Linked DNA regions of Mus musculus: all the other regions are linked to region 1. Evidence: chromatin contacts called from public promoter capture Hi-C data. All regions are on one chromosome and are shown on one strand. The core of a region is the stretch at or near the end of the contact, and the rest is flanking DNA. Distances in the headings are between cores, read along the strand shown.

Region 1 (3,214 bases), core at 711-3,210:
AACAGAGAGACCTTCGGACTTGCGGTCCCACCCTAAGACTGGCAGTCACATCATTAGTTCCAAGGATAGAAAAGTTAGCAAAGGAGAAAGAGTAGTATCCGTATTGCTTATCATCAGAGTGTATAATTTTGTGTTAAATTTTGTATAAGTATCCTAAAATACAATTTGCTAATGTATCTGTATTTTCAGTGATTAAATGTTTTAATATTTTTCCTTTGTTGTACAGGGATTTAAGAATTGTGGAACTGAGCATAATTATATGTAATTTTAATAACACAAGGGAGAAAATGTAGCCTTTATGTTGGTGATTGTTCTTGAAGTTTCAAGAGGAAATGTCTTGTTTACGGAGTTCCCCAAGAGACCAGGCCAACCCACTTGTCCCAGTACACCAGTTAGAGGTGAGCAGTGAAGGGCAGAGCAAGACTGGGCTGGGAAGAACAAATTGTGATTCATTGACCCCACCCACCTCAGCAGTTTTTGTTTTGTTTTGTTTGAGACAGGGCCTCTCTGTATAGCCCTAGCTATCCTGGAACTCATGTCAACCAGGCTAGCTTAGAACTCAGAGATCTGACTACCTCTGCTTCCTGACTGCTGGGACACAATGCCACCTTAGTTTGAAGGACTAACTGGGACTCTGAAATATCACAGGAAAAGGGAACAGTGGAGGGTTGGGCGCCTGACAGTCGGACTTCTTGGTAAGGACAGTCGTCTGATTGATGGTTCTTTCAGTTCTAGTTTTGCAAATGGTTCCCACTTTAGGGAGCAGTTTGGTTTTAGCCTCATCACTGTGGCATTTGCCCCATTTAAGGCCTGGTCTGCTCTGCCAGACTCGCTGCTGCTTGGAGCTGGCTTTGCTTCTTCACTGTCATTATGCTTTTGGGTGAGTTTTGTCTTTCCAAGGTTATCTATCACAGGAGAAAGTGACTCAGGGGAAAAAAAGTGACAAAACAGAGTTAAGTTAGGCCAGCAACCAGTACCTTCCTGCATGACCAAGTAGGCATGTGCACTTTAAAAACATGAGCAGTTTTAGTCACCAGCCATATCGCCAGCCCTCCGAGAGTTATGTAGATGGAAGCAGATCCAAGTACGTGGCCAGTAAGCATGAACAGTGGGAGGGTTTGAGACCATAGGGCTTCTTTTGGACCCATAGACCAGGGCTTGGGAATTATTTTATTTTATTTTATTTTGAGACTGGCCTTTGCGATATAGTCCTCACTAGCCTAGTTCTTGCTGTGAAGTTCATTCAACTCTGGGCAGTCCTCAGGCCTTATCCTCACTAGTTGGGGAATTACAGGCACATCATGCGTGGCAGTAGCCAGCTTTCATGAAAGGTCAGATAGTATTCAGTGGCTCAGCCATAGATGGTATACAAATGGATGCAGGTCAACACTTTCACCCTTGTACCCCGAGGTGTTAGTTTTATATAATTTTCAATTGTTGTGAAAATTCCTTGAACATTGCTTAATCATTTCTAGAATGTTATTATTTTCCTTATGGGTGTGTGTTAAAAAACTCGACAACCGGAAAAAATTGGTCCTCTGTTTGCCAGTGCAACCAAGTAAGGGATTCTTTAAATATCTTTCTCATTTTTCTTTTGGTTGAGCAATGGGAGGGGCAGGTATTTTAGGCATAGGTGGACCAGAAAAACTTACAGTTACTGCTTTATTGCTCATTAATTGTAGGGTTCACTGATTTTCTAGTAACTTTCTGAAGGCCATTGTGCAACTTCCATACAGCTGCAGACCCAGAGACACTCAGGGAGTTGGGTGGTGTCAGATTCCTCTAGCACGGGTGGGTTTGAAGGCCAGATCGCGTGGACACACACCCGATACTCCGCACCCTCCACAATGAGTACAGCCTGTAAGGAAAGGCCTCAGTGGGCGGGTCTTAGCGGAGGTGGCCATCAGTGGGCGGGGCTGAAAGTTGGGCGTAACCGGGTGGGCGGGCCGGACCGACTGTAGTCTTCCGGTAGGGAGGAAGAGTCGTCCAGGAAGGCGGGCGCTGCTATGTCGTTCAGGGTAGGCGTGTTGCGGGTTCTGCTTGGCGTCTTCTTCGCGCTCACCGGGGCTGCCAAGCTCTTTCAGGTCTCGGCCCCCGTGTCACAACAGATGGTGAGCGGCACCCGGGGAAGGACAGTGTGTGCTCGGTTCCCGGGGGCTTCATGCCTTCGGGCTCGAGGCCGCCTGGGCCTTTCCTCCTATTTTCTACACCTTCTCCAGGTGGGAGGGCACGGGACTTAACTGCTGGCTGAGCATGTTGTCCCCAGGCCGATTTAGAGTTGGAGAAGTGATGGGACTCAGGAGGTCCAGGAAGACAAAGTGAAAAAGTGACCTAGCACCCCTCTCCACCCCACATCCACCAACCCATTGTTCCAGGTTGGGGAGGCAGAATTTTACTTTATTTGGTTTTTGTTTGTTTGTTTGAGCTGGTCTTCTGAATGTGTCCCTCTGGCTGGCTGGCCCGGAGCTCACTCAGTGTAGTGGCTGGCCTCGAACTTGCAGAGATCCACCTACCCCAACCTCCAGACTACTGGGATTAACGGCTTACCTACCTTAGAAATCTTTTTTAAGCTTGAAACTAGTCATGATGGTAAAATGTAATTTACCAAAACATTACACAGCTATTCAAGCAAGGCTCAAAGTAGACCAATCTAACTAGACTCCTCAGTGTCCCACGCAGCCTGGGACAGAAGCATAGAAGTCACTGACTGTAGTTCCTTATCCCGAGAGGGTCTACCAGCAGTTTCCAGACCCTCAGAGAAGCCAGGCTCTGTGGAAGACCCCTGTTGCCACCTCCCAAGCCTGGGTACTACTACGATTTTCTTCTCCTTTTCCTCCTCCTCCTCTCCTCCCTTCCTCCTTTTTTCTTCTTCCTTTCCTCTTTCTTCTTCCCCTCCTCTCCTCCCCTCCTCCTCCTCTTTTCTTCTTTCTTCTTCCCTAAGATGGTGGGTTCTTTAGGATAGATATGGTAAAAGCCAAACAGCTTAAACTCTCTGCAGGTGTGTCTCATGTGCGGCCCTTGGACCACATACACTCCAGGATAGCTGTCACTGTAGCCCAGCATAAAAGTGTAAATTTAAAATCCGTGCTTTTTTTCCCCCTTTCAATTCAGCTGTGGGGTTCTGGAGCAGCTCTGTAGGTGACAGTATGGAGCTCCCTCCTTGGAAGCCAGAGTAGGACAGGCAGGGCTGCTGTTGGACCACAGGAAACAGTCC
Region 2 (3,560 bases), core at 591-3,090, 860 kb before region 1:
GGAGGGGCTGGAATTCAAAATTGAAGGGAGAAGTCCAAGAACTTGGGGCCTGCTGTGTAGGGAGTTCTGTCTTGTTTGTGCTGGAGATGAGACCCAGGGCCTTGCCCATACAAAGCATGCGCTCTACTCCTGATCCCTGACAGCCACCCCAAGGAGTTTTCAGGTTGCAGTCTGAGCAAGGATGAGACCTTACAGATCAATACATGTGCCCCGCCCCCACCCTTAATTCAAAACTGATGACTCGGAGAACTGTCCCAAAGAAAAGGCAGGGCCAAGTTCGGGAATCAGAGGCAGAGAGGGGGGATAATGAGTCCGTGAGAAGTCAAGGAGAGGCTCCACCTCCAGTCTGTCCAGAACCGCCCTGCCTGACAGCAGGCTGGGTGGGGTCAGGCGGCTGCCTGTGACTGTGACTCAGGTTTCTGTGGGCAGCCAAGGCAGCCGGCAGGGAGGAGCCCAGACCGACTGACAGGCTGGCCAACTGCTGTTTTCACCTCAGCTGTCCCCTCTCCTGGGAATGAAGGAGGCTCTGGACTAGCCTCACTGCTACTCTCCCAAGGCTACAGACTTCTGTCTTCTTCTTCTGCTCCCTTCTAGAGACCCTCATGCAGCCTCCTGAGGTCGTGCCACAGGATGGAGAGTCAGGGATCTCTGCCTCTAGGGAGGCCCCGGAATGTCTGTACTACAGGGAGAAGGCTATAATAATGATTGGTCCTATAACCTCAGGGAAAGACTGGGAGAAACCCTTGCCCCCCTCCAGCCTTCTCCTAGCCTAGCTGGCTCAGTATCTGGACAGAGCAGTTGTCATGGTGAAGGCCGGGTGGTACACAACAGTATATAGTTGCTGCAGAGACAGACAAGCAGGCTGAAGCGAGGAGACCTGAATTCCAAGCACAGTGCCCACAGGGCTGACCACTAAGGAGAGACGGCCGGAGCCAAATCCAAAGGGCTGTGGTCAGTGATGACAGGGCTTTGCCTCTGTGAAGGGTAAGAAGGGTTTGGTCAGCTAGCACATTCCTCAACGATTGTTGGGCTGTGTTTGGATCTGTTGGACTGTCTTGATAGTGTAGCTCGAAGGGAATCACATTTCCTCTGTGCCTTTTCTGTGCCCACGATCTGTGCTCATGTCTCATTAATATTTACAGCAACTGAAAGAACTTCAGCATCTGGCCTCAGATGGCAAGCCTGGGATTAGAACTCGGCACTGAGTGCCACCACAGCCGGCATCTTGGTTTTTCTGGGAACTAGGCAGGGTAGCTGTTCTAGAGAAGGGACGGTAAGTGATTTGGATTTGTTAAAAAGGCCACAAGTGTAAGGATGCAGGGCTTGGCTGTGTTTGGGGTTTGGGAACAGATGGCAGTTGAAAGAGAAAGCCGTTAACTATCCTGACATAGAATATGTGGTCATGCAAACTTTTTATAATGAACTTTAGACCTCTGTGTGAGCCATCGCTAGTTTTTCAGGACATCCTGGGCGCTTCTGGAGCTGATCTGCAGCAACAGAAAACAGTTCGAAATAGGGACTTTCCAAGACCAGTCTGGGAGAGAGAAGAATTTGCAGAACATCACAGTGCCAGTCGTGGGGGAGGAAAATAAGGACACTCTGTGGACAATGTAGGACTACCACAAGGTGCGGATGCCACCTAGCGGCCATAATGGTGCAGCCACCCGGGCGCTGGTAGCATTCCGGAGCTGCAGCTCGAGCTGAATCACGGGTGGGACTTCCGGGTAGAACTGCCGGATGCTGTAGTCTGACTTTGGTCAGCCGAACCACAAGTCCCGGGGTCCTCTGCGCCACACCGCGCAGGCGCAGTGAGGAGGGGCCGGTCAGTCCTAGACGCTGAGGGGCCGCGGCTGGGTTGAATCGGCGACTCCCGGGGTCTGGGATCTGGGTTGTGAGGAGGTGAGGTGAGGCGGCACTGAACGGTGGGCACCATGTCGAGGCAGGCGAACCGTGGCACGGAGAGCAAGAAAATGGTAACTGAGCGCGTGACCCGGCGGGCCGGGCGGAATCGAAGCTTCCTGGGAAGGGGCCTGGTGCTGGCGCTCCAAGTGATTGTCAAATGAGTCCTGCTGTGAGCTGTGGGATGGGGAAGTCCCAGTGTGGGTCATTCCCTAGGCGTCCGGCGCTGGGGCAGCTTGGGGGGACCCCTGAGTTGCCCCTCCGCCCGCTACACCCAGGTCTCTCGGGGTCGAGTGCTAAACCAACAACAGCGACGGTAATCAATAACAGTACCAACCATTTACTGATCTCTTACTGTGCGTTTGGTGCTAGGCTATTGCTTCCATTATGTCATTATCACAAGGTAACCTCTTCTAGGTGGATAATGTTATGGCGTTTTACAGCTCAGTGAAGTTTATGGGACATCCAGATTTACACTTCGGAAGAGTTAGGATTTAAACCCATGCCCCTCCATTTCTACAGTGAATATTTCAGCTTTTCACTATGCTTTAGGCATTGTGAGACTTAGACAGTGGTCTTGTCAGAAGGGGACTTGCCATCTAACATTAAGGAGTGAGCCGGCCTAAGTATTCAGTGGCCCCTGTAATGGTTGAGAGGATAACTGTGGTTCCTTCCCTAACCTGGGAGTAGTGGGACAGGATATAATCCCAAAAGGCTGGGCTGGGCTGGACTGGGTCTGGAGAGTCAGGTGGATATCAATTTTCTCCGAATCCCAAGGAAAGAGGCTTTCTTGTCAAGTGTTTTTTGTTTGTTTGTTTGTTTGTTTTTAGTGTATTCTTTTGCAGAACTGCCCATGCTGTGCCTTTGCTTTGGAGTTTCAAACTGAACATCTGGGAGCGGAACTGTAGCTCCAGTTGGTAGAGTGTCTGCTTAGCATGCACAAGGCCCTGAGTTGAATTCCCAGCACCACGTAAACTAAGCTTGCTCATGCATGCCTGTAATCCCAGCCCTCGGATGGTAGAGAAAAAGGGTCAGGAATTCAGGGTTGTCCTTAGCCCGAGATAAGATGGAGGCCAGCGTAGGCTACTTGAAGCTACTACTTGAAACTATTTTTAACACACAGAGTGTTGGGGACGTGGGGTGTGGGGCTCACATCAGGTTTGGGAGGTAACTCAGTGGTAGGATGCATATGCAGGATACTCTGAATTCAGACTTCAAAAAACAGCGGGACCAATCCGAGGTTGCCTGCCTGCTGACTAGATCTGGAAACCTATGTACTCCACTCTGGACAGTATGATTCAGTATGATTAGACTTTGTGTCTTATACCAGGAACAGCCAGCACAGGTGGAATCCCTGTTATTCCAGGCTGGTTCTTCCCCACCCCACCCCACCCCACCCCCAGAGCTGAGACTCTAACCCAGAGCCTTGTGCTTGCTAGGCAAGCGCTCTACCACTGACCTAAATCTCCAAGTCCCTAGGCTGGTTCTTTATAACCCTCGGACCACTTTCAAGACACAATGACAGCAATGATTCATCTCTACACAAATATTAAATTACACAAACACGAACTCAGTGATCAAAGCTGAGTTGGATCCTAGCACCGCAAACACAAAATGCAAAAACCCGACATCATATACACACATTTCATATACACACATTT
Region 3 (3,295 bases), core at 445-2,944, 800 kb before region 1:
TGGGGTCAGGTGTTGCTCTTTGCCCTTCTCTCTATATGCTCAGCACATGTCTGTGAGTGAGGGGGCACTGTGTGTCCTCCCTCCTTTTGCTCTGTGCCCTGGTCTTCCTGAGGGAGCCGTTCTTCTTTAGTCCTAGCTGGAGGACTGACCTCCTGCCTAGTTAGACGGCAACTTGAAGGCATCCATCTCTTATTGCCAGTCCCTTATGTAGGACTGGGCTCCAGACTCAAGTTGCAATGTTCGTAGAGTTGGAGCAAAGGAGAATCTCTCTCGTTCTCTCTCTCTTTTTTTAAAGATTTATTTATTTGTTATATGTAAGTACACTGTAGCTGTCTTCAGACACCCCCAAAAGGGCATCAGATCCCACTGCAGGTGGTTGTGAGCCACCATGTGGTTGCTGGGATTTGAACTCAGGACCTCTAGAAGAGCAGTTAGTGCTCTTAACTGCAGAGCCATCTCTCCAGCCCCAAGGAGAACCTCTTCTGCAGTGTTACTGGGACCATACTGTAGGAAAAGGAGACTGCCAAAGTGAGCTCCCCCCAAAGGGAAACTCAAGGCCAAGAGGAACCAAGCAAGCTAGTTAGGAGTTGAACTCCTGGACTTAGCACTGCTGGAGGCCAGAACTTCCTTTGGACTCTGTCAGTTCTTTCCACTCAGACCCTCTTAAAATGTGTTTCCTGCAGCCACAGGGTCCCAACTACCACTCAACCTAAAACACACCTTTTTTTTTTCCATCTTACCAAACCATAATGAAATAAAATTTGTCTTATCTCTGCTTCCTTTAACACCCGTTTTCCATGTTCTCGACCAACTCGACATGGTTTTCTGGGTCCAGACTACCCTGACTTTTCTGTAACACACCAGTGTCCTAGTCTTGAAATTCTTTCCTCTGGTTTTGTTACCATCCTTCCTACTTCTCGGCACACCCCGTCCTTCCTCGCTCCTTCCCCTACCTCTAAATGCCTCTTAACTCGTGGAGTCCTCTGGGGTTCTGACGACGGCCCCCTTCTACTATGTTACATGCTCTTCAAGAAGAACCAAGTCTTCTACTGACATCTGACCTGGAATCTGAGGACAAGCTGCGTTTGCAAGCGAAAGGAAGGGACATGTCTTAACAGGCTAGGGACAGCCCTCGCCGACGCCCACATCGGGCCAGCAGTTTGAGAAAGCTGGTCACGACGGAACTGGCCACGCGGGAACTGGCTCTAGCCAAGGTTTTAGGCGAGGCCTGCGCTCTGAATGTGGTCATGGCTGGAGACCTACAACCACGGAGAGCTGGAGCAAACCGATTCGATCCAGGGGCCTTCAGCCTCGTGACTTCGTGGGAGCTCGCCGCAGGAGCCTCCACCTCGGCAGCCTAGTCTGCGCGCGCGCCCCCGAGTCTCGGTCCCCTCGCCCAGGGGTGGGGACCCGATCGGTGGTGCCCCGCCCACCTGTCCGCGCGCTGCCCGGCGTGCCCGGGTCCGGCTCCAGGCTCTCGACGTGACTCAGGACTGATGCCAGGCTGACGGTATCGTGTGCCTCGTAGACAGCGCCCACGCAATCTCCCAGCAGCGCGCCCGCCAGGCAACCTCGGAAGCGCGAGATGGAGCGGGCCGCACTTGCCCCGCCGCCCCCCGCCGCCGACATCGCTGTAGCTGCTGCCGCCGCAGCCACCGCCATCCGCGCGCGGACTAGTCGCCACTTCCGGCATCGATGCTGCCGCCTCTTTGGTCGTCTCTTCCCCGCGGCCCCACAGCGCCCCCTTGTGGCCCGGAGTCTCAGCCTACGTCCTACCCCACAGCGCCACTCAACGGCTGGGAGTCTCAGCGCCCCATAAGTACTCGCACGCTTCGCTTTGGCGCTCCCTACCTTCTCATTTGTAAATGGCACCACAAATGCGGCCGACAGCTCCCTAAAATCCCGCGGAGGACCCTTTGAAAAGCACCTGAACAAGAATGTTGCCCACTCAAAGCCACTGCTGCCCGCGGGCGATCACCTGTATCTTTACACCCGTATTCCTTCTGGAGTCGCTTTGGACTCGACCCCTATGAAGTCTAGGCGACTCCATCGCTCAAGTGGACTGTCTCACTCGGTCAGCCACTCTCATGGGGTAGCAGAAAAGAGCCTGGCTTGAGAACTCCATTTTTATTATTTTACTGTCCCCTCACTACTCCCCCCTCCCACCAATCTTGTGTCTTCCCTCAGCCGCCAAAGCCTAGGTTAGCTCCAGCTGGCAGATTTTGAGTGGACTCAGTGTGCGGTTTGTCGTGCGCGTGAAGGTGTCCACCTGGGGCACAAATTTCTCAGCCGGCACCGTCAGCTTGCGTCGGGTGTCCATACACTTGGTGTCCAAGAGCAGGGTGTTGGTCTTGCACGCGATATCAGCCTGTATCCGGGCCAGGTGCTTGAACAGGGCATCCAAAGCGTTCCTGTAACGCAAAGCATCGGGAGCTCAGAGCCCTACATCAGGCTGCAGGGGCCAGGACATCTCACCAGCATAAAGCCCAGAGAGACCAGCAGGCACTACGGCCCCATGGTTGAGCAGTGCCCCCCACTATTCCTGCCCACTCTCTAAACCTACTGTGTTTGGGCCAGCTTCTGCTTCATGGTATTGATGGTTGCCTCTAACTGGTGGACTTCATCAATGAGGCCATACTGTGTCTGAAGACAGAGGGGCAGGATGGGGTTTTCAGTTCAGCCGCAAGACCCTTCAGCTGGTCGCATAACTGCCTTGGACCAGAATGCTTGTTCCACAAGAAACGTGCGAAGAGGGGTAATACTGAGGTCTCCTTAGCAGACAGGGGTGGTCCCCACCGGGGCCCCTTGTACCTGGTCCCGGCAGAGCTCCACATTGGACCGGTAGGTTCTGGACTCCAGCCGGGTATGTGCAAGCTTCAAGTTCATCATCTTTCTACGCAGGTCCTCCTCCAGGCGCCGAATGTCTCCCTGCAGCTCGGCTATCTCTTCTAAGGTCTGTGGCAGACATTACTGTTCTCCACCGGCAAGACTCACACTAGGGCTCCCAACTGAAGCTTCAGGGCAGGGTTCCTTATGCCCTGCCTCACAGCATGGTGGGAAAGGCAGGGTGGTGGGGTTGGGGGAGGGTAAGGGGGTGGTGGTGACACTCACATTTTTCTCTTGCCACTTGAGCTCACTGTAAAAACTCTCCATTTCCCGAAGCCGCTTCCTGAAGGTGAATTCTGTTGCAACCCTCTGAGCGTCCAGTTCATTGTTGGTCTGCATGAGGAGGGTGAGCCAGGCCAGAAGAGGGTGTCATGGCCTTGTGAGATTGCTGTTTGAAGTCAGGGAAGGG
Region 4 (3,422 bases), core at 216-2,715, 660 kb before region 1:
TTTTCTTTTTGTTGTTGTTGTTTTTGTTTGTTTGTTTGTTTGTTTTTTGGAGACACTGTCCTGGGACTCGCTCTGTAGACAAGGCTGACCTTGAATTCATTCATCTGCCTGCCTCTGCCTCCCCAGCGCTGGGATTAAAGGCGTGCGCCACCAGTGTGTCTGCCTAACAACTTGTTTCTATCAGGCAGACAAGCTTGGCAGCTTTGAGTCTAATGACATGCTCCTGACGTGGGAAAAGATCCACTAGGAAACAGGAGGCACAGGTATATAGAGAGATTATATTGTGATATAGAGTCAATTCATGGAAAAGGAGGGCACTATCTTCAGATTAAAAGCTCCCATCTCTTCTCAGGAGTGGTCTAGAAACTTGAAAAACATGTGGGCCTAGTTTCTCAGTGACCAACACTTTCCTAAGGCCTATCTTCTGAGAGAAGTAGCTCATAAAGCAAGGCTTTGGTCCCCGTCCATCCTCATGCAGCAGAAAATGCACTCTGGCAGTTGACCTCGACCCTTTCTTTGACAAACTGCTACTCCGGGGTTTAAGGACCAAGTGTCAGAGACCGCCCCCCACCCTTCCCCCAAGACAGAAGGCAATTCCCATTTGTACTACGCAAACAGAATCTGCGAGACTGCACACTCCTCCTAAACCCAGGGGCACAGGAGGGATACTCCAACAGCCACGCCCCCACCACATAGGGCAGCCCTTCAGGCTGGTACCTCCGCGCATGCTCCCGCGCCACCACTCAAGTCCCCAATCTAAGGGGGGAAATCCCTGGTCTAAATCCCCACCCACCGCCCCCTGACCCTCACCCCCGCTTCAGGCCCAGCTGGGCGGAGCTCAGAGGCCAGCCCCGGCGCCTACTCCCCAGAGACATTAGCTTAGCCCAGCCCAGCACGGCCGAGCCCCCGCCCCCCGACAGGCGGTAGTTCCAGGCCCATCTGTGTCGCCCCCCTCCTCTCCAGGACACCTGGAGCCCGCCCCCCTGCCACCTGCCGGGCCTCCCCATAGGCCTCCCCAGACCTCACGGAAGGACACCGTGCATTCAGGCCCTTCTCCCAGGTTACTTCTCACCCTCGGGACAGTATACTGCTTCCTAGGACAAACAGCCCGGGTCTCAGATCTTCACATGGTTCTCAGCCGGAACTGCATACAACCCCCTTCAAAATGGGCCCCCCATCCCCTGAGAGCCCCTCTCCTCACTCTGCAACCATGCTCTATGCCGCGAGAGCCTATAGGGCTTTGGAATACACACTGCTCCCAGTCCCCGAGGGCCCTTACCTGCTCCCGAGGGTCCCGCTTCCATCCCATATACCCGTGCGGAGGACAGGCGGCCGGGAGACTGAGGAGTCCAGCGTGAGGGGCCTAGGTACCTCGCACTTGCACTGCTCGGGCTCCCGGGCCGGGCTCGGCTCCCCCCCGAAGCCCGGCCGCTCGCGCTGTCGCCCCCGCAGCCTCCGTTGCCGCCGCCGCGGAGCCTGCAGCAGCTCCCCCTGCTAGCGCCCGAGTAGCTGCCAGTGCGCAGGCGCGACCGATGGGCCCATGGGGCGGACGGGAACGAGTCAAGCGGGGCGCTCGACGGCAACAAAGGCCAATGGAGAGGGGCGGGGGCGCGGGGACCGTGCAGCGGCCTCTGGCGGCCACTCGTAGCCGTGCAGCCTGGCGGGAGGGCTCCAGTGGCGGAGCCGCGCAGTGGCGTAAGAGGGGAGGGGCTGGGCGACACCCCTTCCCCGGCTGCAGCCTGGGGCCCTGTCTTTTCCCTAAACAGATCTCTGGAAACCTATCCACAGCCCCGCTATCAACACAGAGCCTGGCTCCCACCCATTCCCCGACCCTCTCCCCCTCCAACACCCAATCACTCAAAGGCCCTGCCTCCCACCTCTCCCAATCACCCTCACCCTTAAGTCTTGACTGCCTCTGCTAAGTCAGTCTTTCTGTGTCCCTAGTCGCTGATCTCATTAATGCCACCCACCCTTCCAGGCTGCGTGCCTGGCGCTGAGACCACAAATGTGTTAGAAACCTTGCCTATTCTGGCCGGTGTAACAGTTTTGACACTGACAGAGCTCTCTATCTGCAGGAAGCACCTGCCTCCACTTTTTCGTCTGCAGAACGTTTGCTCCTACCAAATCTCTTAATGACGTTTTGTGTCAAACCCCAAAGGCTAATTTCCTATTATTTCCCTGCAGCATCTGAAACTATATCTCTTCTTAAAAATTAAAAAAAAAAAAGACTTTCCTTGGCTTTCACATTTTCTTAAGTCTCCTAATGTCTGTCCTGAAGAGCTTTCTTCAGTGGCTCCTCTTGTTTTGTTCACTGTAGTGACCTGAATTTTATATTCTACTCTCCCCTTGCCTCTTCACAGCTTCATCCACTTTTAATGCCCAAATATCTATACGTTACCATGTTGCAGCTTCATATTTCCTACTGTCTGCTGGACAGCTCCAGCTGGATCTAACAATTCAAACTTAAGTCCAAACCTAACCCTTTCTTTTTCCCCTACAAAATACATATATTTGTCCTGTCTCAGTGAACTGCATCTCCATGCCAAAAATATCAGCTCCTGTCTCCCTTGTCTATTTGCTATATTCAACTGTGTCTTGACATGCTTACCTTATGAAGTGCTCTCAAAGCATTCCCTGTCATTCTCATAGTCTCTAGTGTGGGTACCCTTTTCTTACCTTGCCAGAAGCACCACAGCTAATTCCTTGATCGTCTCACATAACCTTCTCATTTGGTCTGCTGCACTGATGGGGTAATTACAGAGAGACCCAGCTCAAACGTAACTTACACACACACACACACACACACACACACACAAACGCACGCACACACACACACACACACACATTTTTTTGAGACAGGGTCTCACTATGTGCTCTTGGCTGGCCTGAGACTTGTTATATAGATCAGGTTAGCCTTCAAATCACAGTATTCAGTTTCTTCTGCCTCCCAGGTGCTGGAATGAAAGCTGGCCACCACCACTCCCAGCTTCTATGTATTTTCAATGTTCACCTTACATCAGATGCTATACAAAGGAGAAGGAGTTTAGGAGATGGATGATGTTCACACCTTACTAGTGAGATGAACTTAAAGACATTCATTTTAGTATGCCTAGCTTCCTTTCAGCTTGTGAGTTGCCTTCGGAGTGAGTCATAGGCCTTATGCTGAGTAAAAGGATGTATGTCTCAGGTGGGTGGGGTAGCGCAGGCCTTTATCCCAGCACTGATAAGGCAGAGGCAGGCAGAACTCTGTGAGTTCAAGGCCAGTCTGGTCTACTTAGTGTGAGTTCTGGGACATCCAAGACTACAGAGTGAGACCCTATCTCAAACAAACAAACAAACAAACAAACAAGCAAACAAACCTCTCTCTCTCTCTCTCTCTCTCTCTCTCTCTCTCTCTCTCTGTGTGTGTGTGTGTGTGTGTG
Region 5 (3,316 bases), core at 443-2,942, 590 kb before region 1:
AGGAACATGTCTGAAATAACAGCATAATATGCTGAGGTTTATCAAATATATATAACAATATATTTGACAATCTGTAACAAACCAATGTGGTTTTTTCCCTTTAGAAACAGTCTATGTAGTCCAAACTATCTTCAAACTCTTACTCCTCCTCAGCCTTCCAAATGCTGAGATTATAAGTATGCACCACTACAGCAGGCTCAAACCTGTTTGTTTATTTTATAATCAGGGTCTCAAGTAGCCCAGGCCTACCTCAAACTCACTTTGTAACTGAGACTGGCCTTGAACTCTGGAGCTCCCTGCCTCCACCCCAGAACTGTTTGCATTATGAGCATATGCCACCATGCCCAGCTAAGCCGATTTATTTTTTGAAGGCTTATGACATTTGACTATGTGGGCTTTTTAAGAAAACCTTAAGCAGCAAATAAAGATAGGATTTAATCGCTCAGTTATGTAAATATGTTCCAAGTTAACAAACCTGCAAAATTTCCAAATGCAAACAATAAACCTAATTTTCTATGAATTTTAAAAACATACAACTAAGTCTACTATGTAGACAAGGTTTGAATATGAAAACTAATTCCATCACTGCCCCTAAACCTTGCCCTACTTAGCCAAGCCATTAGCAACCTGTTGTAGGGCTTGAGACAGGAGCACAAGGCTCCAAACGAAGAGTATTCGTGAGAGTTTGGAAAGCTTCCTTGGGTTGGAGCAGAGAGCGAGAGAACCAGGGGCCACCCATAACCAGCAAAGAATCACAGTTTCAAAAACACTTTTTCGTTTGATTTTAACAGCCTCTGATAACCCAATTAAAAGGGAAGGCAGGGCATTGATGCCCTTGCTGGAGAGTATTGGATTGTCATTCCAGAGCACTCTGGGACTGACAAACTGACAGATACCAAACTTCAGAGTTTTGGAAAAAGAACGGACATTTCTCCCTTTGGCTTTCAGGGACATGAGTGAGTGGGTCTCTCCTCCTCATCTGAGGAACCAGATGCCAGTGCAAAAGAAAACAGGGATTCTGCCCCACACCAAGAAAACCCTTGACAGAAGGTAGAAGGCCTTCCAGGTTTGGGCCGGGCCTCGGCGTGCCCCAGACACACGGTCCCATTTGAGGCCCCAACTAGCCTCGCGGCGACCGTGGACAGAGATCTAAGGTCCGAACAGGTCTGCCCTACCCCGGGGAACTCGGGTCACCTCTTGAGCCTCCCTCCCTTAGACGGGTCCCGAATAGACCTAGAGTCTTCAGCTGGGGCGTGGTCCCCGCCCCCCAGGGACGAGGGCATGGGACCCCTTCCTTCCCGGGGCCTGGCAGCCGGCAGCCGGGTCCGCGAGCGGCGGTCGGGCAGCGACAGTCCCTTCCGCCGGTCTGTCTGCCCTCCCGAGCCCCAGGTCTGACCCTGGTCCGAGCGCGCTCCTCACCGGGTCCCAGCGCCTCCATGGCGGCGACGGGGGCCGCCTCGCTCCGGTCCCCAGCGCCTCCCGCTCCGGGCCCCGCCGGAGCCGCGTAACGCTTGCTCTCTGGAATATTGGCGCTGAAGCGGCGCCGCGAAGACGCGGGCCGGGGGCGGGCAGGGGGCGGCGGCGGCGCCCAGTCCGGGGACAGGGACCCGACTCTGTCACGGCTCTTCCGGCCTCAGCGACAACAAAAACAATCCCGGCCGCTGCCGCCGCCGCCGCCAGCTGGAACGGGAGCGGGAGGCGGCGCGCGCCCGCCGGGCGGGGCGGGGGCGCCAGGCGCCTGCGGTCCCGGGTCCCGGCTAGCGAAGGGGGCGTGCGCGGCCCCGCACGCGCGGGGTCCAGCGAGCCTGACCGAGGCAGGGGGCGGGGTGCGGCAGGGACGGGCGCGCGCCCGGGGGGCCGAGCCCAGAGGACGCGTCAGGCGCGCGCCCGCCCGCCCTTCCACCAGCGGGCCCGCTCGCCTGCGGTCCCGCACGCCGCTCCGCCGGTCCCCATTCTGGCAACCTTCCTCCAAGTCGCCATCGAAAGAGCTGGATTCCAGTCCTTGATGACCCACAGGCAGCAGCCCTCCACTTCGTCCTGAGACTCACCTTAGGAACCTGTCCTCCATCGCTCCACCACCACCAGAGATGACCCCTGGACACTTCAGGCACAATCGGTCCTTCAGTCACCTTCAGTCATTCCTCCTACTCCACCCCCACCCTCACCCCGGACACCACATATCCAGTCACCTTCCTTCCCTGTGCAGGGAAAGCAGGTTCTGTTCTGGGTCCCAAGACTGGTCAACATGTCACCAAGGCAGCAGGTAGCTCAGCGAGTCAAGTGTCCTTAAAGTTTCCATTCAGGACTTCCAGTTAAGACAGGACCATAGGCTGTCTGGTCAACTAAACGGGCAACGGCAGTCTATTAGTTAAAAAGGCACAACACTCTCATTCTAGTTTGCTGGGGCCCACCATTGGGTACCTCAGCTTAGTGCAATAGAAATGCGTTTTCTCTCAGTTTTGCACACCGACAGTCTAATAAAATCAAGGCGAGTTGGGGCAGGGGGTGTGATTTTTCTCCTTCGGTTGTAGAAATCTATCTTCTTGTGCTATCACACGGTCTTCCCATGGTAACTTCTATTCAAACCGCTCCTTTTTGTTTGGTTGGTTTTAATTAATTTATGTGTATGAGTATTTTTTGCCTGCATGCATGTGTTTGTGCCTGGTGCCTCCGGAGACCAGAAGACCAAATCGAATCCCCTCGAAACAGGATTACAGATAATGTAAGCTGTGTAGGGGCTGAGAATCAAACCTGGGGCCTCTGCAAGAGTATGAGGTACCCTTAACCACTAAAGCCATCTCTACAGCCCCCAACTTCTTTTTCTTATAAGGAAGATGGCTCAGTGGGTAAAGGTACTTTATAACATTGACAGCCTGAGTAGGAAGTTGGAGAGTTCAAGGCCAGCCTTTGCTACCAAAGAATTTAAGGCAATCCATGTTTTAAGAGACTCCAGCCCAGTGTAGCCTTTAATCTCAGCACTAGGGAGACTGAGGCAGTTCAGAGCCAATTCGGTTTACTTATGTAGTGACTTCTAGGACAGCCAGGACTGCAGAGTGAGACAGAGGAGACAAAGACAGGCAGATCACTGGAGCTCACTGTACATACACACACATACAGTACATACACATACATACACACACAGATACACACACAGATATATACATACCACATACACACATAAATACACACCACACACTTACACATGCACATGCATACACCACACACACATCACATACCTGCACATACACATACACATGTATGCACACACACATACAAATCCACACACATACATACACACACACACAGAGAAAGAAAG
Region 6 (3,343 bases), core at 59-2,558, 700 kb before region 1:
GCCTTTTTGTATCCCTTCGACAATTATGCCCTGAACTGATTTGAAGGCCTTCTATGTTGCTAGTTTTAGTTTTGGGTTTTTTTTTTTCTCTTATATTTGGGGACCTTTCAAATTGGCAAGATGAGATATGAAATTCAGTGACTTGCTAGGACATAATAACAAGGCAATCCCCCAAATATATGAAAACAATATATTACTGATCTTGTGGATGGAGAGAACTTTCAAACTGGAGAACAGGGTGACTGCTGGGCCAGCAGGCCGTTATGTAACACCTATTTCATGTTACTCTATCAACTACTTTAGAATCGCTGACTACTTTTTCCTTTTTAAAGACAAGCACTATCCAGGCCGGCTTCCTTTCTCAAGACCTCTTTTTTTTTTTTTTTTTTTTTTCCTCAAGAGACAAATCCTAAATTCCAGATTTCCTGTGCAGGGAATAGAAAATAGAGGGGAAATAGTGTCAGCATCCTGAAGCTCTGCCTTCTAGTAAGCAGTGGTCCAGAGCGACAGGACATCTCCGAGCTCCTCAGAAACTACACACTCAGACACTGAGAACCAGGGGTGGGAGCAATGCCATCTTGCATCTGACGTCGCCCGAGCACCAATTAGAAACGTAATCATTGATTATCTCAGAGTATCCTCAAACTACACTAATAGGTAGATAAGGGTTATGCCTGACTTGTTCTGCATCCATGGGACACACGACCCGGTTAAAGGACAAGCGCGCCCTTTATATTTCCAACAAGAATTCCAAAAGCAAGGGCAAACTTCTCTCCATTCTCAGGGGAAAGCACTCTAGGGGGATGTCATCACCTACAGAACTCCAAACTTAAGCCCTCCTTGTAGTTTCGCCAACTCAATGACCCCAAGAGTGTAGGTCCCTGGGCTGTGGAGAGGACACCCGCATCGGGCCTGAAAGCCCGCAACTCCCTCACTATGTGCGCTGACAGCACCTGAAGTGGAAGGAACAAGGATGCTCAGGGGACAACATCGGGGTAACGACCCCACCTGCCCTGTCCCGCAGCTCGCCTCACCTGCGGAGCCGATTTCCATTCATGGAGCTGGGGGGAGTGCTTCACGAGAGAAGGGTGCCACCACAGAGGCGAGGAGCGGACGCCCTCGGAAAGCTCCGGGCACAAGAGGCACAGTCGGGAGAGACAGACAGCCTGCAGCGAGGTAAGAGCGGCGACAGTCCTGAGTGAGGACGCTGGAACCAGGTCCGGAACTTGCGTCGCCCACAGATGCTGACGCGTGCAGCTTCCCGACCCGCCAGCCGCCCCGCCGCCGCAGCCGCTCGCTTTTCCCGGTCGCCCCCGGAAGCCCGCTCGCGTCACTTCCGCTCTCCGGATCCCGCCCCGCTCTCCCTCCGGGTCGGCAGCTCGCCTGGAGCCAGAGCCTTGCGGGAGCAACAAGGTCTGGGGATCTGTGGGCGGGTGAGCCGGTGCCTGGCTGGGGCGGAGCCGCGGATGGGCGGTCGCCCTGCACCCGCTGTGCCTGACGGCGACAATCCCGAGCGAGAGGCCAGCTTTCCCCGTGCCAGCCTCCCGGGTGAGGACCGCTGCTTGAGGCGACATCGCTGCCTGCCCGCGGAGCTTACCTGAGGTACATCCTACCTGAGAGTGGCGGGTGACCAGCCAAGGGCATCCTCCCTCCCAGCTCCGTCTGCCACACCCGCTTGGAGCACGTGCACTAGGCGGTGACCACAAGTTCAATATAGTTTTTAAACGGATGAACAAGAAACGGGATGTTCCATGTATACCAGATGGAATTACGTTTATGTTTAAACAGTCTCCCAATACGTTGAGGAACCTAAACGACCTTCCGGTGTTTAAACACCTGCTAAACCTTCTCTTCCTTGGGACTCGAGACTTTTACAGCTAAATTGGTCAGCCTCCAGTTTCCCCGATCCGATCCAGTCTGGTGCTTTTCTGCTGACTTGGAACCTTTGGGAGACTAGACCCAGCTCATTATCCGGCAAATAGTCCGTCTTTTAAAAATACTTGGCTTCGTGAAACCAGATACTTCATGCAAGCTTAGCAATGATTCAGTATTTTTCCCCGTGTCCCAATGAACCAGTAATGTTTTGACATATATTTCTTTTTTAAAAAAGAGAATTGAGAAAGATTTTATTTTCACGATCCCTTCCCTCCCCGTTTTGGGTTTTTGGATTAGTCACTTTATCTTTGGACTTTAGTTTCCTCATCAGAAAAACTGAAAGGAAAACAAAAAACAAAAACCTCCCAAATGTTAGTAACAAAAATATTTACAATAGTTACAATTTTGAGGTACTTAATAAATATGCTGACTACATAATAAACATTTAATACATGGAAGTGACTCCAAGCCACATCTAGCACACCAATTCTGCCTCTCTTCCTGTTGACTGAAAAGAAATACTCTTATCACTTTTAAAATATCACATCCTCAGATGAATGAGCACATCTTAAAAGTCATGTTCAAGCTCTGATTATATACAATCCATATTGACCTAAGCCATAAGAACTAAATCTCAGACTTGTGGAAGGACCTATCCTACCCCCAATCTCTTGATTCTGGAACTAGTTCTTTGAATGAATGCAAGCTCAACTAGCTTCCAGAAAAACATGGTGTGGTGACAAACAGCATGCTTTTATTTGTTTTCAAATGTGTGTGGTGGTGTCTGGTCTCTGCACTTCTGGTGTCTTGGAGGCAAGAAGAGGGTGGCAGATTCCTGAGAACTGTTCAAACAGTTGTGAGCCATCCTGGGTGCTGGGAAGCACTTAGGTTCTCTGGAAGAACAGCCAGTGATCATAACCACTGATTCATCTTTTCGAAGGTGCTGCCTTTTTTAACACTGAAGGAAGATTTGCGTCCTTAGAGTCAGTGAAATCCAACAAATATCTGTGATGGGTTCCTATCTACTTTTGCTTTTACTGTTTTAGGGTAAACCCACATGAAAAACTCATGAATTAAAATTTAAAGTAGGGAGGCAAAAAGGTCTAGGAGATTCTTGCCGATGAAAAGTTGTATGAGACTTTCCCCTGGCCAAATACTGTTTGGGGTAACTGATTTCCAAATGAGCCTAATCTTGGGGACATAAAGTTTTGTGTATCTTGTTAACTGCCACACCTTCAGTACCAGAGCAATGCTTGTTGCTGTCCTGTAAGAGCACATTAACTATTTGCTGGCTGGCTGGCTGGATTGTTTTCAAGGATAGGGCTCAAGAAGTAGGATAAAACTGTGGCTTATGCCTGATGGCATCGATGGTTCTCAGAAGGAAGATCTATAAAACAGTACAAAGTCTCAGGTGCAGAGGAAGCAGTGAACACTGTGCACTGAGCATCCCAGCAGCCACCTCAGCCAG
Region 7 (3,586 bases), core at 424-2,923, 960 kb before region 1:
AGTGACTCCCTCCAACAACCTAGCCAGTTCACCTCCCACATAGATCTGGTACCGAGGGAGGGCTCACCTGTCCGCAGGTAGTCTGGAGGGCTGTCATATGTCAAGTTGCTCAACTATTGGGGGCAGAGAAAGGGGGGAATGAGACAAGTGTCAAGCCATTTTAAGAATTCGCTGGGAGTTGGAGATTTAGCTCAGTGGTAGAGCGCTTGCCTAGCAAGCCCAAGGCCCTGGGTTCAATCCTCAGCTCTGGGGGCAGGGGGGAAAGAATTCGCTGGCTGTGCCCACCATGACCCAATTTACCTTAGGAGGCCTCTGTGAATTTGGGGTAATTGGCGGTATGTCTGTATTTCCAAGGCCTGCAGAAGAAGAATCGATGGTGTTAGGGAGGTGCTAATTTAGCTAGGTCAAGGGAGGGGGCCAAAGGGGTCACGAGGTCAGGAGGGTCACTGGGAAGATCGCTGAAGATTGCTGAGTCTGGTCCCAGGGGATCACAGGGTCACGGTCTCACTTGGGGGCCCACTGTCCAGCAATTCCACAAAGTTGGATGGGAAGGCTCCCAACTGCCCGTTCTTCTCTCCCAGCCACCAGCCGTCCTCAATCTGGGGAAGGGGAAGGATGCGGGAGCATCTGGTTCTGTCCAAGAGTAACTGAGGTGTCCATCCTTGGTTCTACCCAAGGACTACATCCTCCCCAGCTGCCTCCCTTCCCATCGCCCCCACCCTTACTTCACTTTCTTCTGTGTGAATAGCTGCAGCATCTCCCCAAGTGCCCCCAGGACCCCTCACCTCCTTTATCACTTCCAAAATCTCCCCAGTTTGAAGCGTCAGCTCGTCTGCCTGCTCTGGGCTGTAGTTGAAGTTCACTCTGCACCATCTTTGGGGGTCCCGAGAGTTGATGGGGTGACCTAGGCCAGACAAGCAGGGAAGCAGCTCTGAGCAGGGAGCCCCGTCTGCAGCACTGGGGAAGAGTTGGACCCCAGAACTCCCTTTAGTAGCTTCAGGCCCCGCCCTCGAGCGGAGCATTGTACTTCAAGCCAATCAGGGGGCTGCAAAATAGCCGCGGGTGCCCCACCCACAGCCGTCATGTTCCACGCGGGCAGTGAGGCCCCACCCGCCGGCCCAGCGCCCGACTCACGGCGACTACGGCGCGGAAAGCGCGGTCTGGACTCGGTGACGCCCCGCAGGGCCTCCGGAATCTCCTGGGAAAATCACATAGGGGCGGCACTAGGCACAAGGCCCGAGGCTGAGGCCAGGGCCGCTCCTGCTCCCCCGCGCAGCCATACCCGTACCAGGCCTCACCTGCACCAGGCGCTTGGGGAAGCGACCGCGGCGGCCCCGCAACTCCCCAAGCAGCCAGCCCCGAGCGGGCCCCGCGCACACCTGCCGGATCACGTCCCCCGGAGCCAGACTCAGCTCGTCCTCCGTCTGCGCTCGGTATCTGGCCAGGACCAGGACCTCTACGGGCGGAAGCGAGCTAAGAAAGGCTGTGGGGACGTCCGTGGACTTTGCCCTTCGGAAAGTGTTTAGAAGAACCCACCCCGAACCCCCACACACATACCCATGACTTCTGGGGCTCCCTGCGCAGCCTGACCGTCAGGCTGGGCATTGGGTGCTCGGAGGGCGGGCGAAGCCGCCAGGCGGTAGACTGGATGTGGATGAGGCGGAGACTCGAGTCATAGGTCAGGATCCAGGTAGTAGGAGTGGGCGGCCTGGCTCAGCAGGTTGGGCCCCAATTCTTGAAGGAGGAGTCCAGGGTCTCAGCCCAGGGCTGGGGTAACAGCTTCCCCAAGAGCTCTACTTTAGCCAAGTCTCCCAACCTAGGCCAGACTCTATGTCTTTTATAACATTTCCTGGCCCACCCTCTTCTGGCTTGCAAGTTCTTAGCTGCAGGGGAAGGTGGAAGAGGTACATACCAGGGTGGGGCCATTCCTGGGAAAGTGGCCCCAGATAGAGATACTAGCTCCTGTCTCTGAAAAGCTATGGCGGGTATATTCCAAACTTCAACCCCCCCTGAAGCTTCGACTCACTTGGGGGCCTAGTTGGATTTCTGATAACTACTGCAGATTCTCCTTGGGGAAAGGCAGCAAGAATCAACTTTTAATAAGGGCTGGCAAGAGTCTGAAGGTTAGGGTCCACCCAGTTTACCAGTTGGGCTAGGCTCACCTCTTCCTTGTGGGTTAACATATAAAGGCCGAGCCAGCTCACTGCAGCCTTGACCCCTGCCCCAGCACCAAGGAAGCCAAAGTCCTGACTTCTGGCATGGTAGCTAGGTTTGGTTCTTGGAGGAGTCAAAAACACAGAATGCACAGCCTCCACTGAGAACAAGAAGTCCTTCTTCCCAGAGACGAAAACTATGGTATATTCTATGGGACCTATTAACCCAGGGTCACTCACACAAGCAACAAACACAGTCCGTTTACATCTGCCACTTCATTTATTGTTTTTATTTGCAGGAGGAGTTGAAACAAAAATTTAAGGGTGTTTTTTTGTTCTCCCCTAAACATGAATCATTCAAGTAAAACCAACATAACTATTGAAATTAGCAAAGTAAAGGGAAGTATGCACAACAACCCAAGAGCGAAGGCTGGGGAGGGAGGAGGGTGCAGTCGGCGTCCAACAGATGCGCGCAGGCAGCGGTTCACCTGCTGGGGACCGCTGCCCCGGAAGGCAAGCACAAGGACCCTTTAATGAGGATGCCCCCCAACATCTGAAAATGTTTCAACCCAAAACGTAAGGTTAAAGAGAAAAAAAAAAGGAAAAACCCAAAAACACACAACCCCACAGACCACCCAGCCATAACCACCATCCTTAATCATAGGCGTTTCTTTTCATTTTATAAAAAGATTAATAAAAAATATTGAAAAAATTATTTTCTCATCTTGTATTTGTAAAGATAATAGAATTCAGAAGTTTCTTAGAAAACCGTCCAGAAACTGCCCTCCAGTTTCCACTCCTCTTGCTGAAGACCAGCAGGACTACAAAGGTTGGGACACTGGAGCTGCTGGTGGAGAATGGGAAGCCCAGCCCAGGAGAAATGAGACAGAGCAGGGTGCATGGGGAGGCTGGGAGCAACTCCACGGGATACATGGCTGTGTAGAAAGGGGAACACGAGGTGGTCAGAAAGGCCTTAAACTCCTCCTCAACATACAAAACCGGTTTGTACAAGATCCAAGCAGTTTGGTCCCAAACTGAGGTGAACACTTCAATTTTTATTCACATGCTTTGTTTTCTCTTAAGAGTCAAAGTTGCCCAAATTAAAATCTTTACACTAATATTACTATATATCCCCTAAAAAGAAGAAAAAGAAAAAAGGATTTCTTAATAAAACTCAGGACAGGAAGAGACTGAAAACCAAATTCCCATTTAGTTCCAAATGAAATGCAATGAAGAAAACTTGGTTTCTAATTGGGGTGGGAGTGGGGGTGGGACAACAAAACCAAAACAAAGTCCAAGCATCAGCATCCTTCTCCCTACCCTGCCCACCCCCCACACCACCAGCAGCAGCAGGAGCCCAGTGTGTGGTCTCATCTAGGCTCGGTGGCAACGTCCTGTCCTCTGTCCAGTGAGACGGATGGCACCAGGGACAC

Evidence for each region. Promoter capture Hi-C pulls out the DNA fragments that hold promoters and counts their contacts. Capture Hi-C pulls out chosen DNA fragments and counts their contacts.
Region 2: a contact with region 1 is called in a promoter capture Hi-C map of pre-B cells, with 3 times the contacts expected there. The contact joins the promoter of Trappc3 here to the promoter of Tmem35b in region 1. A contact is called at or near these places in 4 of 39 promoter capture datasets (the C10 cell line, liver and pre-B cells) and 1 of 115 datasets of contacts at active chromatin or transcription factors (bone marrow-derived macrophages).
Region 3: a promoter capture Hi-C map of liver shows a contact between it and region 1, with 5 times the contacts expected there. The contact joins the promoter of Adprhl2 here to the promoter of Tmem35b in region 1. A contact is called at or near these places in 5 of 39 promoter capture datasets (cranial neural crest, hippocampal neurons, liver and 1 more).
Region 4: a promoter capture Hi-C map of liver shows a contact between it and region 1, with 2.2 times the contacts expected there. The contact joins the promoter of Ago1 here to the promoter of Tmem35b in region 1. A contact is called at or near these places in 3 of 39 promoter capture datasets (the C10 cell line, liver and pre-B cells), 1 of 484 Hi-C or Micro-C datasets (embryonic stem cells), 2 of 115 datasets of contacts at active chromatin or transcription factors (embryonic stem cells and large pre-B cells) and 2 of 9 other capture datasets (adipose tissue and liver).
Region 5: a promoter capture Hi-C map of hippocampal neurons shows a contact between it and region 1, with 2.4 times the contacts expected there. The contact joins the promoter of Ago4 here to the promoter of Tmem35b in region 1. A contact is called at or near these places in 7 of 39 promoter capture datasets (the 3T3-L1 cell line, cranial neural crest, hippocampal neurons and 3 more).
Region 6: a contact with region 1 is called in a promoter capture Hi-C map of adipose tissue, with 2.3 times the contacts expected there. The contact joins the promoter of Ago3 here to the promoter of Tmem35b in region 1. A contact is called at or near these places in 3 of 39 promoter capture datasets (the C10 cell line, hippocampal neurons and liver) and 1 of 9 other capture datasets (adipose tissue).
Region 7: a promoter capture Hi-C map of liver shows a contact between it and region 1, with 2.7 times the contacts expected there. The contact joins the promoter of Sh3d21 here to the promoter of Tmem35b in region 1. A contact is called at or near these places in 3 of 39 promoter capture datasets (liver and pre-B cells).

What each region holds. Positions count from the first base shown.
Region 1 is chr4:127,124,083-127,127,296 of GRCm38.p6, forward strand. It overlaps Tmem35b (transmembrane protein 35B), which reads left to right and starts at 1,961. Exons shown (of 3, transcript NM_001099319.2): 1 at 1,961-2,111. The coding sequence starts at 2,007. It overlaps Zmym6 (zinc finger, MYM-type 6), which reads left to right. Exons shown (of 14, transcript NM_001285885.1): 14 at 1-292. The coding sequence ends at 95.
Region 2 is chr4:126,260,565-126,264,124 of GRCm38.p6, forward strand. Trappc3 (trafficking protein particle complex 3) reads left to right here and starts at 1,841. Exons shown (of 5, transcript NM_013718.2): 1 at 1,841-1,973. The coding sequence starts at 1,932.
Region 3 is chr4:126,320,009-126,323,303 of GRCm38.p6, forward strand. It overlaps Adprhl2 (ADP-ribosylhydrolase like 2), which reads right to left and starts at 1,695. Exons shown (of 6, transcript NM_133883.2): 1 at 1,434-1,695. The coding sequence starts at 1,662. It overlaps Tekt2 (tektin 2), which reads right to left. Exons shown (of 11, transcript NM_001357262.1): 8 at 3,112-3,219; 9 at 2,812-2,955; 10 at 2,564-2,643; 11 at 2,113-2,411. The coding sequence ends at 2,198.
Region 4 is chr4:126,467,118-126,470,539 of GRCm38.p6, forward strand. Ago1 (argonaute RISC catalytic subunit 1) reads right to left here and starts at 1,466. Exons shown (of 19, transcript NM_153403.3): 1 at 1,280-1,466. The coding sequence starts at 1,304.
Region 5 is chr4:126,531,766-126,535,081 of GRCm38.p6, forward strand. Ago4 (argonaute RISC catalytic subunit 4) reads right to left here and starts at 1,693. Exons shown (of 18, transcript NM_153177.3): 1 at 1,420-1,693. The coding sequence starts at 1,438.
Region 6 is chr4:126,428,234-126,431,576 of GRCm38.p6, forward strand. Ago3 (argonaute RISC catalytic subunit 3) reads right to left here and starts at 1,309. Exons shown (of 19, transcript NM_153402.2): 1 at 1,035-1,309. The coding sequence starts at 1,053.
Region 7 is chr4:126,161,668-126,165,253 of GRCm38.p6, forward strand. It overlaps Sh3d21 (SH3 domain containing 21), which reads right to left and starts at 1,674. Exons shown (of 16, transcript NM_001162533.1): 1 at 1,558-1,674; 2 at 1,299-1,456; 3 at 1,135-1,198; 4 at 786-904; 5 at 509-599; 6 at 301-356; 7 at 68-113. The coding sequence starts at 1,561. It overlaps Thrap3 (thyroid hormone receptor associated protein 3), which reads right to left. Exons shown (of 12, transcript NM_001356455.1): 12 at 2,415-3,586.